2 separate regions of the Anas platyrhynchos genome follow, and region 2 is linked to region 1. The links are chromatin contacts, called in public Hi-C maps. All regions are on one chromosome and are shown on one strand. Each heading gives the region's core, a stretch centred on a gene start, on an enhancer-like site or on the middle of the called end of the contact. The rest is flanking DNA. Distances are from core to core; before and after follow the strand shown. Region 1 holds the start of DIO3 (iodothyronine deiodinase 3). Region 2 overlaps LOC140002576 (a long non-coding RNA gene).

Region 1 (6,404 bases), core at 1,413-3,912:
ATCAAACCTCCCTAAAACCAAAGACAGAATTTCACCCTTTCCCACGGAGTTTTGCGTAAATACAAATGAATGCTGTACTTAGACTGAATGAAGCAGTGCATGACTTGCAGAGCCATGCAGAGCCACCGCTTCGTTAGGAAACAGCAGCCTCAGGTTATATTTGAATTTTCCTATGGTAGGGAAGGGTAGTGGTGGGTCATTGTAGCAAAGTGCTTCAGTTCTCTGCCCTATCCACAGCTGAATAGGAAACCCCAATTCAAAAGTTTCCTTCAAGCTATAAAAATAAAACAAAGTTTATTCCAGGGATTAGGGAAAAACGCATTTCCAAAGTCCCTATTCAGCTACAAATACGCTATATAAGACCAAATACTTTTTTTTTTACCTCAGAATATCTCTCACTGATCTGGTAGAGCAAAGTTTGTTGATATTCAGGGTTGCAAAGCCATCTGTTTACTCAGGCTTTTGTCTGTCAGCATAGTTTGAAGAGGTCGCTTTTAGAGATCAATTTTTTTTTCCTGGGGGTTTCTTCAGAGCTACCACAATTTGTTATTGCGTCTGTTTAGAGGCTTTAATTTGTGGTTTTCAAGATTGCATAACTGCACAGAGAGGTGGTGAGAGGCCCACATGAAGAGTTCAAAATAAGTTTGACAATATAGTAAATATCTACTCAGTAATTTTCCCTGGACTGAGCACTACAGAATGCCAAAAAAGTTATTAGTCAGGCTAGTGTATGAACGTGTCATTATGAGGACCAGAGCATATATTTCCATTCAGATACTACAACACTGAATTCACTCTACTCGCTGTTGACACCAGCTGATCCATGATCCATGGGGGGCTGCAACCCAACTGCCTACTTAGATTGTTCTAAAAGAGTCTGTTTTGAACCAGATATAGAAAAAAAATAAAACGAGATTTTAATTGTGCCTTTTATTCAGGGTTCTCATAATAAGTTACATAAAAAATGAAGTAAGCCGCCTGGACTCCCAGGAGGAGGCTCAGCATTAGTTTTTCCATTTTGCAGATGTCAGATGGGAGGCGCAGAGACGTGCACAGCCACGTCTGAAGAAGTGCTCGCTGCACCCGGGACAGGTTGCAGGTCCTGTGAGTCACTAGGAATCTGTAGCCAGATACCTGGCATTGACCACATGCAGAAACAGGGCTCTGATATGCACATTGCATTCGTGGGATGTGCATCCCCAGGGTCCAGGCAGCAGGCACCTGTGTGCGCGCTGCTACAGCAGTTCCTGAATGCCTGAGTCACGCCTGCATAGCAGAGGGCAGCACTGGGCATTTTGGGCAACCCTAACAGCCCTTTCTGAAGAAGTTGGTGAGGAAATGATGTTCATGCCACAAGCTGGGAACCCTGCATCAATGGAGTGGCAAGGCTGTGAACAGAAACGTCGGTTTTTGCCTAGGATTGTGTCTAGACACCAAACTAGATTTAAGCCACATACCTCTAGTACAGGTCTCCATCTAGCCCAGCAAGAAGGAATTTATGGGCTATAAATTCCTCCTGCCCGGGTGAAGGCTGGAGGCAGCTAGTCTGTGCTCGCCTCTGCGTACTGCAAGTATTTCACGGCCAGTAACACAGCCCTCAACCCTAAAACTGGCATTCATGTGTCTGCTCCGTGGACATGACACATGGGTCCACCTGACGTTGCCCACGACGTGCCTCGCCACCCCACTGCATGAGGACTTCACTAGGCCCATGACGCGAGGGGCTGGGATTTCTACTTCGCAGGACAACACAACACAATACTGCTGCCTCCTCCTGGGTCGCTGCAGGGGGGCACCGAGGCTTCCAGCTCACCTGGGTGCAGTGGGCGACACAGTGGGGGCCATGCCCAGCTGTCCCCACTGCCGACGGGAGGGGTTCCTGGGGACAAGCCCAGAGGACAGGACGGGACGGGACGGGACGGGACGGGACGGGACGGGACGGGACGGGAGGGGACGGGACGGGACGGGAGTGCAGCCCCGGGACCGCTACTCCGGCCCCATCCAGGCCGCCGTCGAGCTCTCCCGACGGCCTCCCCGCGGCACGGCCCGGCCCCGCCTTCACACCCGGCCGGCCCCGCCGGGCAGCGGACACCCGGGGGCCGGGGGGGGGGGGGAGCGGCAGGGCCCGGCGGCTCCCCCCCTCCGCCGCCACCAGCACCGGCACGGCCGCCGCCGCTTCTCGGGCAACAGCTCCCCTTAGCGGCCGCAGCGCCGCCCGCCGCCCGCCCCTCCTCCGCCGCGGGGCAGCGCCCGCCGGCCGGAGCCCACCTGGCACCCCCCGAGCCCCGCCGCGGGGCCGGGGCAGCGCCCGCCGCCCGCCCCGTCCCGTCCCGTCCCGTGCTCCCCGTCCGTCCCGTCCCGTCCCGTCCCGCCCCGCCGCGGGAGGACGCGGGCGGGGCCGCGGGTTCGAGCCCCGGTGCCCCCGGTGCCCGGTTGTGGTTGTGCCCGCTTGTGGCCGTGCCCGCGTGTGGCTGTGCCCGGTTACGACTGTGCCCGGGCCAGGGGCTGAGGAGCGGGGAGGGACGCGGCGCGGAGCGGGCGGCCCGTCCCTGTCACCTGCGGGCGCCGCCGGGACGGCGCTGCCCCGGCCCCGCTCCTGAGCGGCCTCGGCCCCGCTGTCGGGGCGGGGGGGCGGCTCGGGCTGCGCCTGTTGCATTGTCCCTGGCGGGGCTGGCAGCGAGCGGCCGCCGCTATCTGCGGCCGGGGACCCCGGCCGTGCCCTATCGCGGACTCTCTGCTGGGGCCTGATAGCGGCTGCTCCCTGCTCGGCTGCACGTCCCCTCGCAGCTCCCGCCGGGGCTCTCTCCCCCTTTGTCTGTGTATTTTTAGGTCATTAGAGTGGAGGGGTAGGTAATCCCCAGGCTCAAGTTCCAGAGGGGCGGGTTCTGGCCGGAGGTGGAGTCACTTTTCATTTAAATCCCTGACTATAAAATGGGCTTAAAGAGAAGCGGGATCTCAGCCGTGCCGCGCAGACCCCGGCAAGCAGGGTACGTGGGGGCCCCCGGGCAGCCGGCGCCCCGCAACACCAGCCGCGGCGATGCTCCACTCCCTCGGCGTTCACACCTTGCAGCTGCTCACCCAGGCGGCCGCCTGCATCCTCCTCTTCCCCCGCTTCCTGCTCACCGCCGTGATGCTCTGGCTCCTGGATTTTCTGTGCATTAGGAAGAAGATGCTGCTGATGCCCACGGCGGAGGAGGTGGCCAGAGCCAGCGAGGGGCCGCCCCCCGACGACCCCCCAGTCTGCGTGTCCGACTCCAACCGCATGTTCACGCTGGAGTCGCTGAAAGCCGTGTGGCACGGGCAGAAGCTGGACTTCTTCAAGTCGGCGCACGTGGGCTCCTTGGCCCCCAACCCCGAGGTGATCCAGCTGGACGGGCAGAAGAGGCTCCGCATCCTGGACTTCGCCCGCGGCAAGAGACCCCTCATCCTCAACTTCGGCAGCTGCACCTGACCCCCGTTCATGGCCCGCCTCCGGTCCTTCCAGCGCCTGGTCGCGCACTTCGTGGACATTGCCGACTTCCTGCTGGTGTACATCGAAGAAGCACACCCCTCCGACGGCTGGGTCAGCTCGGACGCAGCCTACAACATCCCCAAACACCAGTGCCTCCAGGACAGGCTGCGGGCAGCTCAGCTGATGAGGGAAGGGGCGCCCGATTGCCCCCTGGCCGTGGACACCATGGACAATGCTTCCAGCGCCGCCTACGGTGCCTACTTCGAGAGGCTCTACATCATCCAGGAGGAGAAGGTGATGTACCAGGGAGGCAGAGGACCAGAGGGCTACAAGATCTCGGAGCTGAGAAGCTGGCTAGACCAATACAAAACCCGGCTCCAGAGCCCCAGCACGGTGGTCATCCAAGTGTAAAAAGGACCTGGCAAAAGGCGCAGAGGCGGAGAGGGGAGGGGAGGGCGGGAGGAGAGGTGGCGAGGGAGAAGGCACCGCGACGCGGATGGCAGGAGCCCTCCTCCCCGGGGACACTCGAAGGAGGCTGCCGTGCGAGCTTTCGAGCAAGATGTGCCATAGTCCTTTCTCTATTCAAATCATGTTGATTTGCCAGCCACGCTCTGTCGATACTGTATTTCCATGTGCGTTTTGTAAATAACTCTTCTTTTTTTTTTTTTTTCTTTTATTTGGAGAAGCGTTTACTAATTTTTAAGGAGGCTCTCTTCCTTCGGGATCTGTTCCCAGCTGCGTGTGTGCGCGGGTGTGTGTCTGAAAAGTTGTGTACAAGTGCTCCGTGCTGCCTAGCAAGTGCTAACTGGGATTTCTAGTATTTCTTTGTGATGACCGATTTTGAAATGGGTTTCTCTAATGCCAGGAAATCGTGTCTGATGTTGTCAAATGCTAGAACTGCCAATAGCCAGAGCTGAACGGAATGTCCTATTTATGGGGGGGTTTTGTAAGACGTTCGTTCACCTTTTTTTTTATGAATTTTTTTAAATAATAAAGGTTGAGTAAATACACGTCTAACCTTGCCCGTCTCTCTCTATCTCGCTCCAGAGCGCCACATTCACTTTCCCTTTTGCCTACCTTGTAGCGTCCTCTTCGCGGCTGAGGAGGGGAAGGCGAAGCGGCAGGAGGGAGAGGATGCGCAGCTGGGGGCGGCGAGCAGGGCTGCGGCAAGACCCGAAGGAGAAGGGGGGCACTGAGGGTCCCCAGGGGAAAAACACACCTCCGGGGCTCCCGCGGGAGGGGGAACGAAGCTGGCCCTTAAACCCAGCCCCGGGGGACTGCGCGCCCCCGCTCTCACCCCTCTGAGCCGCCCCGCGGGGTTGCGCCCAGGGAGAGCGAAGGTGCAGAGGTGAACCTCGGCCAAAACAAGTGAACCTCAGCCAAAACTCCGGAGGGGGAAAGCCGCCCCAGCAGGGTGAGCCGCCCCGTCGAGGACGCCCCGTCGCGAGCGCGCAGGCGGCTCCGAGGTGCCGGTGCCTCCCCCCTGGTTGGGAGCGGGCGCGACCGCACCTGAGGCCAGGCGGGACCGGCCCCGCGGGGCTCGGGCAGAGGGGCTGGGGGCTCGGCCCCCCGGGGGGCGCGCTTCCAGAGGGAGAGGCAGCGGGGGGCAGCCGGAGTTGGCCTCCAGGTGATGGCGAGCGCGGAGAGCATCCTGAGAGCCCCGCCGAGGCCGCCCGGGAGCCGCCAGGCACCTCCCGTTGTGCCTTAGGGCAGTGGCACGACGGGGCGGCCCCGGCGGGGCTGTCCTCCCCAGCGAGCTTCGGCAGGGGGCTCGCAGCCCGCGTTGGAGAGGCGGGGGCCGAGAGGCCCCCAAGGGACCCACGAGTCCCCCTGGATCTTTTAGGACAAGGAGTCCCGTCGAGCCCCGACGGCACGCCTCTCAGCCTCCCCGACGCCAAGCTCTGCGCCCTCTCCGGTGCCCCGGAGCCCAGGGGAAGCCTCGGGAGCATCCCCAGCGGCGGGGCGGCAGTAGCGGCACCCCGGCTCCGCTCCTCCAGGGGCTCATCCCTGCGGGCTCCGCACCCCGGGGTCGGGGGGGAGGCGTCGGTGGCCGAGCGGCTCCCAGCGGCCGGGCCGGGCGGCACCTTGCGGCGGGGGTGCCCCAGTTCCCCTCCTCCGGCCCCACGAGGGACCGGGCCAGCTCTTTTCGCCAGCCCCGGCTTTGCAAGCATCTGCCCGGCGCGGCACAATCTCGGCTGCCTCTTACATAAGGATGGAGCCGCTCCGCCGCCTTCACACGGGCTTCCTGCCGCGGGAGGAACCCAAGTCGGTTGGGGCGATGCGAAAGGCACCGGAGGAGACCGGAGGAGCCCAGGGCAGCGGGCCCGCAGCAGGTGGAGGTCCTGGGGAGCTCCGCCAGCCCCGGGGCCGCTGCTTCTCCCCGCCACCCCCCCGATGCCACCGTGCCCCGGCCCCCTTTCGCCACCCCACAGCCATCCTTTGGGGCAGGTGCCCGTGGGGACCCACGCAAAACCCGGGGCTGTCTCCTCCAGTCCGGGCACAAGGCTGGCAACAGCCTTTTTTTCTCCACAGCTTTTTCTCCTCGGTTTATAGTAAAGCCCTTCTTTGCTTTTGTCACCTCGCTCTCGCCCTTCCGTGTCCGCTTTTGGCATGATTTGGGTAGGACCCCGAGTTGCGGCTGACCCCCCGGCACGTCCCCACCCGGTCCAGCCCCGGGACATTTTCCAGTCATACGGAAAGAAGAGGTCACTGTCCTTGCCTGGGTTCTTTCTACTAGTGAAAGAAACTCTCGTCTTCACTTTCTGCTACTAGCGGATTTTGGTCAAAGGGTATCGGAGGTCAGGGGTTTTTGTTTGTTTGTTTGTCGTGTTTCTCAATAAGTCAGCTCTCTAAAGCTACATGCCTCCTTTAAACCGAACACAGAGCTCTTATTTATCACTTTGTCTTTAATCAGCATTAGAAGAAGAAAATGCAGTGAAAGCCCAAAACCCCT
Region 2 (6,261 bases), core at 2,709-5,208, 63 kb before region 1:
GCTGCTTTGCAAGATCCAGGAAATACCAATTCTGGATGTTGTTTTAAAGCTAAGTATACAGTATCAGGAAACATACCTGGAACTGAAGGGTTTAGTTTTTGGACTCTCTGTTTGACTATTATAATTACTTAACTAAACTCCATTTAGTCTTGATAAGTAGCCCCTGTTCCTTTTAGGGAAATCTAGTTGAATTTACTGAAGGATTTCCTCCTCACCTGACTTACAAAAGCAAACGTTTTCTTTCTGAATAAATGGAGGGTACTGGCTGATACTCATGCCTTCGATGTAGACAGAAAAACCCAGACTCGAATCTACTTGCTTTTCTTATGCAAATCTGCTCACAAGATTAGAAGGGAAAGCAAACAGCAGTTCCAACCTTAAGATCTTTCTTCTTTTTAGAGGCAGCCTGTTGTATAAATCTGAAACAGAAATTGTTTTCATTTGAAGATCAAATAGAAGTTATCTAGTGAAGCTGACAAACAGGGGCAGAATAATCTGTTTGCATTTTTGGGAAATGGATAGCTCTGGTTTTGTTTCAAGGCAAGTAACTTTTAAATAATATTTAACGAAATAATTGACCTTGATGTTTAAACTACAACTTCCTTCACGTCATTAAGCCCACTGTTTTTTTAAAAAAAATATTTAGTATCTGAACTCTGGCATTCATTCTGCTAATCTCATAATAACATTTGTTTCTTGTGGAATTTTGTTTGATGAACTCATCGGTGAAAGAGGAGAGAAAGAGTTCAGAACAACACGAGCTTCACAGCTCATTTATATTTTTCTCTCTCTGAAAAAAATAGCAAAAAGATATGCAGAATGACTTTTCAAGAATAATTTTTCAGATGGAGGGAACAAGGAGAAGCTTTGTACAGCTTTGTACAAGCCCTAGGAAAAAACTGTTCTTTTAACATATAATCTGACTTTAAAAATGCATTGCAATCCTTGACTGCAAATAATGATTTTGTGGAATTTGTCCTCATGATAATTAAGGTCTGAGTCTGCTTTTGAAATGTGAGAAAAATGGAAATAACTCCATAAAGTGTGTCTCTCACATAAAGCTTTCAGGACAGCCTGATTCACACTATATCCTGCTCTTTGTTCAGCTGACAGATTTCCAACAGCAGAAAGAGGCACATTTCTGGGGGCTGCTATTATCTAAGCTAAATATGTACATTTTGGATCAGTTCTATTTTATTTGAACACTCACAACTTCTGCTTGGGGATCTTAAGCATGAAAGGATTGCAGAGATGTGCATTTTATTAGCTATCCATCAGTCTTTGTACATAGACAAAGGTAGTACATAAACACACACATTTACTAGGCTCTCTGCTCAGCAAGAGTTCAGAAAATTACATGCAATGTGATTTCAAATAAAAACAAACAAGCAACCAAACAGCAAACACATTAATTACCATGCAAGCAAGCAAGCAAGCAAACAAACAAGGTGGGGGGAAATAAAGTAATAAATGAACGTGCAGAGTTTAGCCTAGTTTTTGTTTGTCTGTAAATGAAAAACATCGTGGCAGCAGTGCATTCTTTTCTTTTTTTTTTTTTCTTTTTTTTTTTAAGTTACGTGATCCTTGAATTACAAAACATTGGTATCTACCTAAATGCTGTTGTGTACCCTGCACGTCATGTACTCATACACAGATGAAAGCTCTTCCTTTATCCCTGCTGGCACATACTTTTTCTCTCCAATGGGCTCCTCCTTTCAATATGTAGACATATGAGGAATCAGGTTGCTTTACTCTCAACAAAGGACACATAGCTACCATTTCTAGTGATTAAAAATATTTGAAACCCCCACCCCCCACCCCCGCTCCAGTGCACAAACAGCCAGCTCAATAATGATTGCAGACCCAGGATCTAGAGAACATGATGGTGTTACGCAACTGGAGATGTGACGTTATCTGGCAATCTGAGCAGGGTCATGCTGAACATGGGACAATACAAATTATGTGTCAGGCATCATGTTGATACAGGTTGTCTCAAACTTCACATGAATGTCAAGCAGTGCAGGCAGGCATAAATTAAGTGCCAGAGTCATCTCCCTCACCTCGGCATTATCTTCTGTCTCTTGCACCCCTATTGCAGGACTGGAACCTCAGAGCATCCCAGTGCACCCCTCAAGCTCCTGTCCAGCTCCTTGACCCCACATGCTAGGCACCATCTGACTGGCTTGCTAATCAGCTGCATCTGACACAGGAGCAGCACCTGTGTGGGTGGGATGGTGTGTGCTTGCAGGAGATGCAACTACCGGGCAGGGTCTGTCGCCCCCATACTGTAATCCCATGTTGTGGCTCAACAACAGCAAGTGAAGGGAGGAGGCATCCCTACCCTGTGGGGCAATTGTGCAGTTCCTTTCCAAATGGGCTGCCTCCATGCCCATCAAGCTGTATTATTACCACTTAATATATGTGTTTACTGCTCTTTTCAGTTTTACAGGGAACCTGGGGACAACAATTCCTGACCTGAGATACTACAACAGAGTAGCAATTGTCATTCACCCTTAGTTACTTGCAGAGGTTGTTGGTCCCTTTTTTCTTTTTCTTTCCTTTTTTTTTTTTTTTTTTTAACGATGAGTTACAGGAAAAAACACAGTACAGCATGTCTTTCCAATGAATTGGGTATTGCTCCTGCAATATTCCTGCTATGTATTGCTCACATCACACCTATGACCGCTGTGTTGTGTGGCACACAGCTGATACCCAGCTGCCCCGTCTTTTCCTGAGAGCCTGCAACATAGCAGCAGTGACAGGAGGCAGCATCTCAGTCATACTGGGTAGACATGCTTGTAGCATCTTCTGCTATTCTGATGGTGATTTTTGAGGAACCCACCCGGTATATTGCCTCAAGCTGCATCTCCTCAGCACAGGCTTCAAGCAGAGAGCTGTGCAAAACCAGGCTTCTCTGTGAGAGTGAATCCACCACTCTTCCCTGCTCCCCTGAGGATGATTTATCTTGCTACTGCTGCTCTTTGGGAAATTGTCTCTCTCCCACTATTCCTATCAACTACTCTCACACCAATTTAGGCACCTAGCACCAGTGACTGTCCTAAATTTCATCAGTCTCTGGTTGTCTTGTTTTAGAATCTTCTGTCCCAGAAGTCTCTTCTTATCAGATACAGGGATCTGGTGTATCCTCTGTCAAACTGTTATGGAGCATTTGTACTCTGCAAAACAGCTAGTGAATACTTCACCCTGTATATCAGTGCCAAATTCAGTGGTTCTTGTGGAGATCATGACAGTCAACTTGTAAAGCTGTTTGGGGTCTGTCTGTAGGTAATGTGTTATGCAAATGCTGCTGTCTACTGCTGCTTCCCTGAGGTTAAACAATATCTGCCTGGATGTGTTCCCTTACCCTTTCCTCCAGACATACCTCTGGCTCCGTCGCTCTGCCCTGGGGAAGCTGAGACCATGCTGCAAGTGCCAGCAGAGTGAATACACATAGGATTAAGACTGTTAGCCACTGCAGCATGTCACTTCTGCCTGCAGCTTACTAAAGCAGAAAAGTCTTGTGGCTGATATGTCCTCCACTTCACTGGGTTACATGACACATGCCAGAAAATGTGTCAACCTACTCCCCATCTCCTCAGCATTATTAGCCCAGGGAAGGAAACACAGCCAAAGAACTTGCACACAGCTTTGACAGGTTCTGCCTAATCCACCCACACAATGACATTTCTTATGCTAAGTGCCAGAGTGGTGCAGGGAGGCCACAGCCTGTATCAGCTGCTGGCAAGTCAAAGTTAGTTTCATGGTGGTTATGTTTAAGAGAGAGACTGACGTTACATTAAGAAGTCTTCGCCTCCTGCAGTGCAGTGCTCAGAGAATGACATCAAAAGCCTTCCTAATTCACCCCCCGGGTCATTTGATTATAGGCATGGCACAGTGCTGCACTGCCCCAGGAGCCCGTGAGTCACAACGACATCCATGACTATCCCCTTATTCCATGGAAGGAAGTAATGTGCTTGGAGCATAAAACAACCAGGAGTAGATTACATCCTTCCTCGTGTCAGTTTAGCCCTGCCAGCTGCTGGGGGAGGCACCAGAGAGGCGAGCGCAGCCTCTTGTTTCCCAGCCTTGCTCCTCCCCACCCCGACCTCAGGGAAGCTGTTCCTCCCCACGCTGGGATATGCTGTGTGGGCAAACCCCACGAGAGGGTTTTGCTCAGCCAGGTGAGGAAGAGAATGCTCCAGCTCTCTTCTCCAATGTGGTAGAGAGTTATGTCACATACCAAAATGTCAGTCTCCCCTCCAACAGGAAAGGCATACCTGTCACAGAAATACTGTGTTTTCTCCTCCCTTGGCATTCATCCTTGCAATTAGTCTATCTGTTTCTGATTTATTTATTTTCAGGCTGTCTTCTGCACCCTTGCTCCCTTGCTTGGGCACATGGGGCAAACCACAGACTTGCCCTTAAACTACACAGAGAAGAAAAATCAGAAACAGACTAACCACATGAATCAATAGCGAGGGACAGAAAACACATGATTGGATGCTGCAGTTCCCCTCAGAGATCCATCTGTCTTCAGATGTGATGTAACTGGGCTCACGTACCACATCTGCAAAGGGGGTAACACATCCCTTTTCATAACCTGACTTGCAGGGTAAAAGTGTGCTAGCTCAGAGAAGCCAAGGGATGTTTAAAAATCATTTCAAAACAAGATAGATAGTCTATGTTCATGGAGCTAAAGCAATTGCTTCCTAGTCTGAAGTGACTCCTGTCAGCGTTATTGTTTCTTTCTGGAATTTCAGCTTGGATTTGGCAGAAGTTGAGAAGCAAAGGCACACAGAGAACTGCTTGTGGGAATCAAGTGTCTCTGTGTGCATGGGCCAATCCCTTTGTGAACAAACACCTGTCACTGGGCTGCTGGGTTACATGGTGGTACAAGATGACAGTCAAAGCTGACTGTGTGGGCTCACACCTATGAGGCAAGGCAATTTTAGAATACAAACTACTGTTTTTCCTACAAATAAACACAACTGCATAACAAACCACGCCTCATAGTGCCATTAAAATGCATGTATTATATTCTTAACTCTTCCTTATTTGTCTCCTAAAAGCATCATTGTTTGGGAGGGAGTATCAAGACACTAATAAAAAATAGATGAGCCATATAAGAAATGAGTGCCAAGCAGATGAGCATATATAGTTTCATGCATTTCCAGAATGTAGGAACTCTGATAACATCGTGATTAGAGTCAATACACTTGGTACAGCATCACACAAGTGTACACAGCTGCCTGTCCTTTACTAATATCTTATTTTATACCCCATGGTTCTGCAGCCCTTCATCAGGTGAATGGTGCAAAGTAGTTCACATGATAGATCAGACAAGAAAAACCCTCCAGATAGACTTCTCTATTTGTTTCTGGCTAGGAAGATTAAAGCTCTCCTTCTTTTGGAATCAACAGAAATACAGATGCAAAAGCAAGACACGGGTAAATGAGAGAATTGTTGTTCCTGCAAGCAGAGCATCCTGTCTTCGAAACAGGTGAGTACTCCCAAACTTTCAAAATGTTTCATTGCCCTGCAGATAGATCATAGATCTAACCCTTCTCCTTCCCAGAAACTTTCCAGCATTTTGAGATGTAATAGAAGCAAGGAGAAGTCAGTCTTGAAAAAAAGGACTGGGACAAAGAGAGGAAAAAAAAAAAAAAAAAAGAGGAAAAAGAGGATGCCCTAAGTTCCATAATCAGCCTCCCAGACACTGCCACAGAATTTTGCATATCTGCATGAAGACTTGGCCCATACGGGTTGATCATTAGCAAGAACTTGGTGCAGCTGTATAAACAGCAGATTTCTACACCTACGGGCCTTCATTCATTTCCTCCAGTGAGGTTTTTAATTTGACTGGCAGCTGGCCTATCTGGGCAGCTGATAAGAGAAGAAAAAAATCACCCTCCAGTCTTTACATCTCCATTGCCTTTTCTCTGGTTCTCATCATAGAAGTGTACAAAGAACTCAAGAGCTCTCAATACATTTGTAGCCAAATATTTACCCTAAGCGAGGTAGATTATATTTGCTTACTGTATCCATTGCCATGCTTGGCATGTATTCAAGACTGTCTAACTCCTTGGAGTACTATTGAATACTTTGAAAAAAAAAAAAAAAAAAGAAAAAAAAAAAAAACTTTGTTTATAACAAACTGTTTGCCAATGCCTGCACATTCTATGCAGTCCAGGGTATACTTGCTCTCAAGCTCACATGCCTGGCACTGGGGATAGCTCTTGGTCTAGTGCTGCAAACCATGCC

The links. Hi-C and Micro-C count contacts between places; a contact is called where the count stands out from the background.
Region 2: a contact with region 1 is called in a Hi-C map of small yellow follicle, with 4 times the contacts expected there. The contact joins the enhancer-like site here to the promoter of DIO3 in region 1. A contact is called at or near these places in 3 of 8 Hi-C or Micro-C datasets (F5 follicle, liver and small yellow follicle).

The regions. Positions count from the first base shown.
Region 1 is chr5:11,786,091-11,792,494 of IASCAAS_PekinDuck_T2T, reverse strand. DIO3 (iodothyronine deiodinase 3) reads left to right here and starts at 2,662. Exons shown (of 1, transcript XM_005031806.5): 1 at 2,662-4,461. The coding sequence starts at 3,038. The coding sequence ends at 3,862. The region is part of intron 3 of LOC106017475; the gene reads right to left.
Region 2 is chr5:11,850,033-11,856,293 of IASCAAS_PekinDuck_T2T, reverse strand. It overlaps LOC140002576 (a long non-coding RNA gene), which reads left to right. Exons shown (of 3, transcript XR_011809502.1): 2 at 5,421-5,500. Among named protein-coding and RNA genes, the nearest start is that of DIO3, 63 kb to the right of the region's middle. Within about 2 kb of position 3,958, at least 4 of the 8 cell types and tissues checked have an H3K27ac peak or open chromatin away from gene starts, as enhancers often do. A contact at or near this core is called in small yellow follicle, where this site is marked.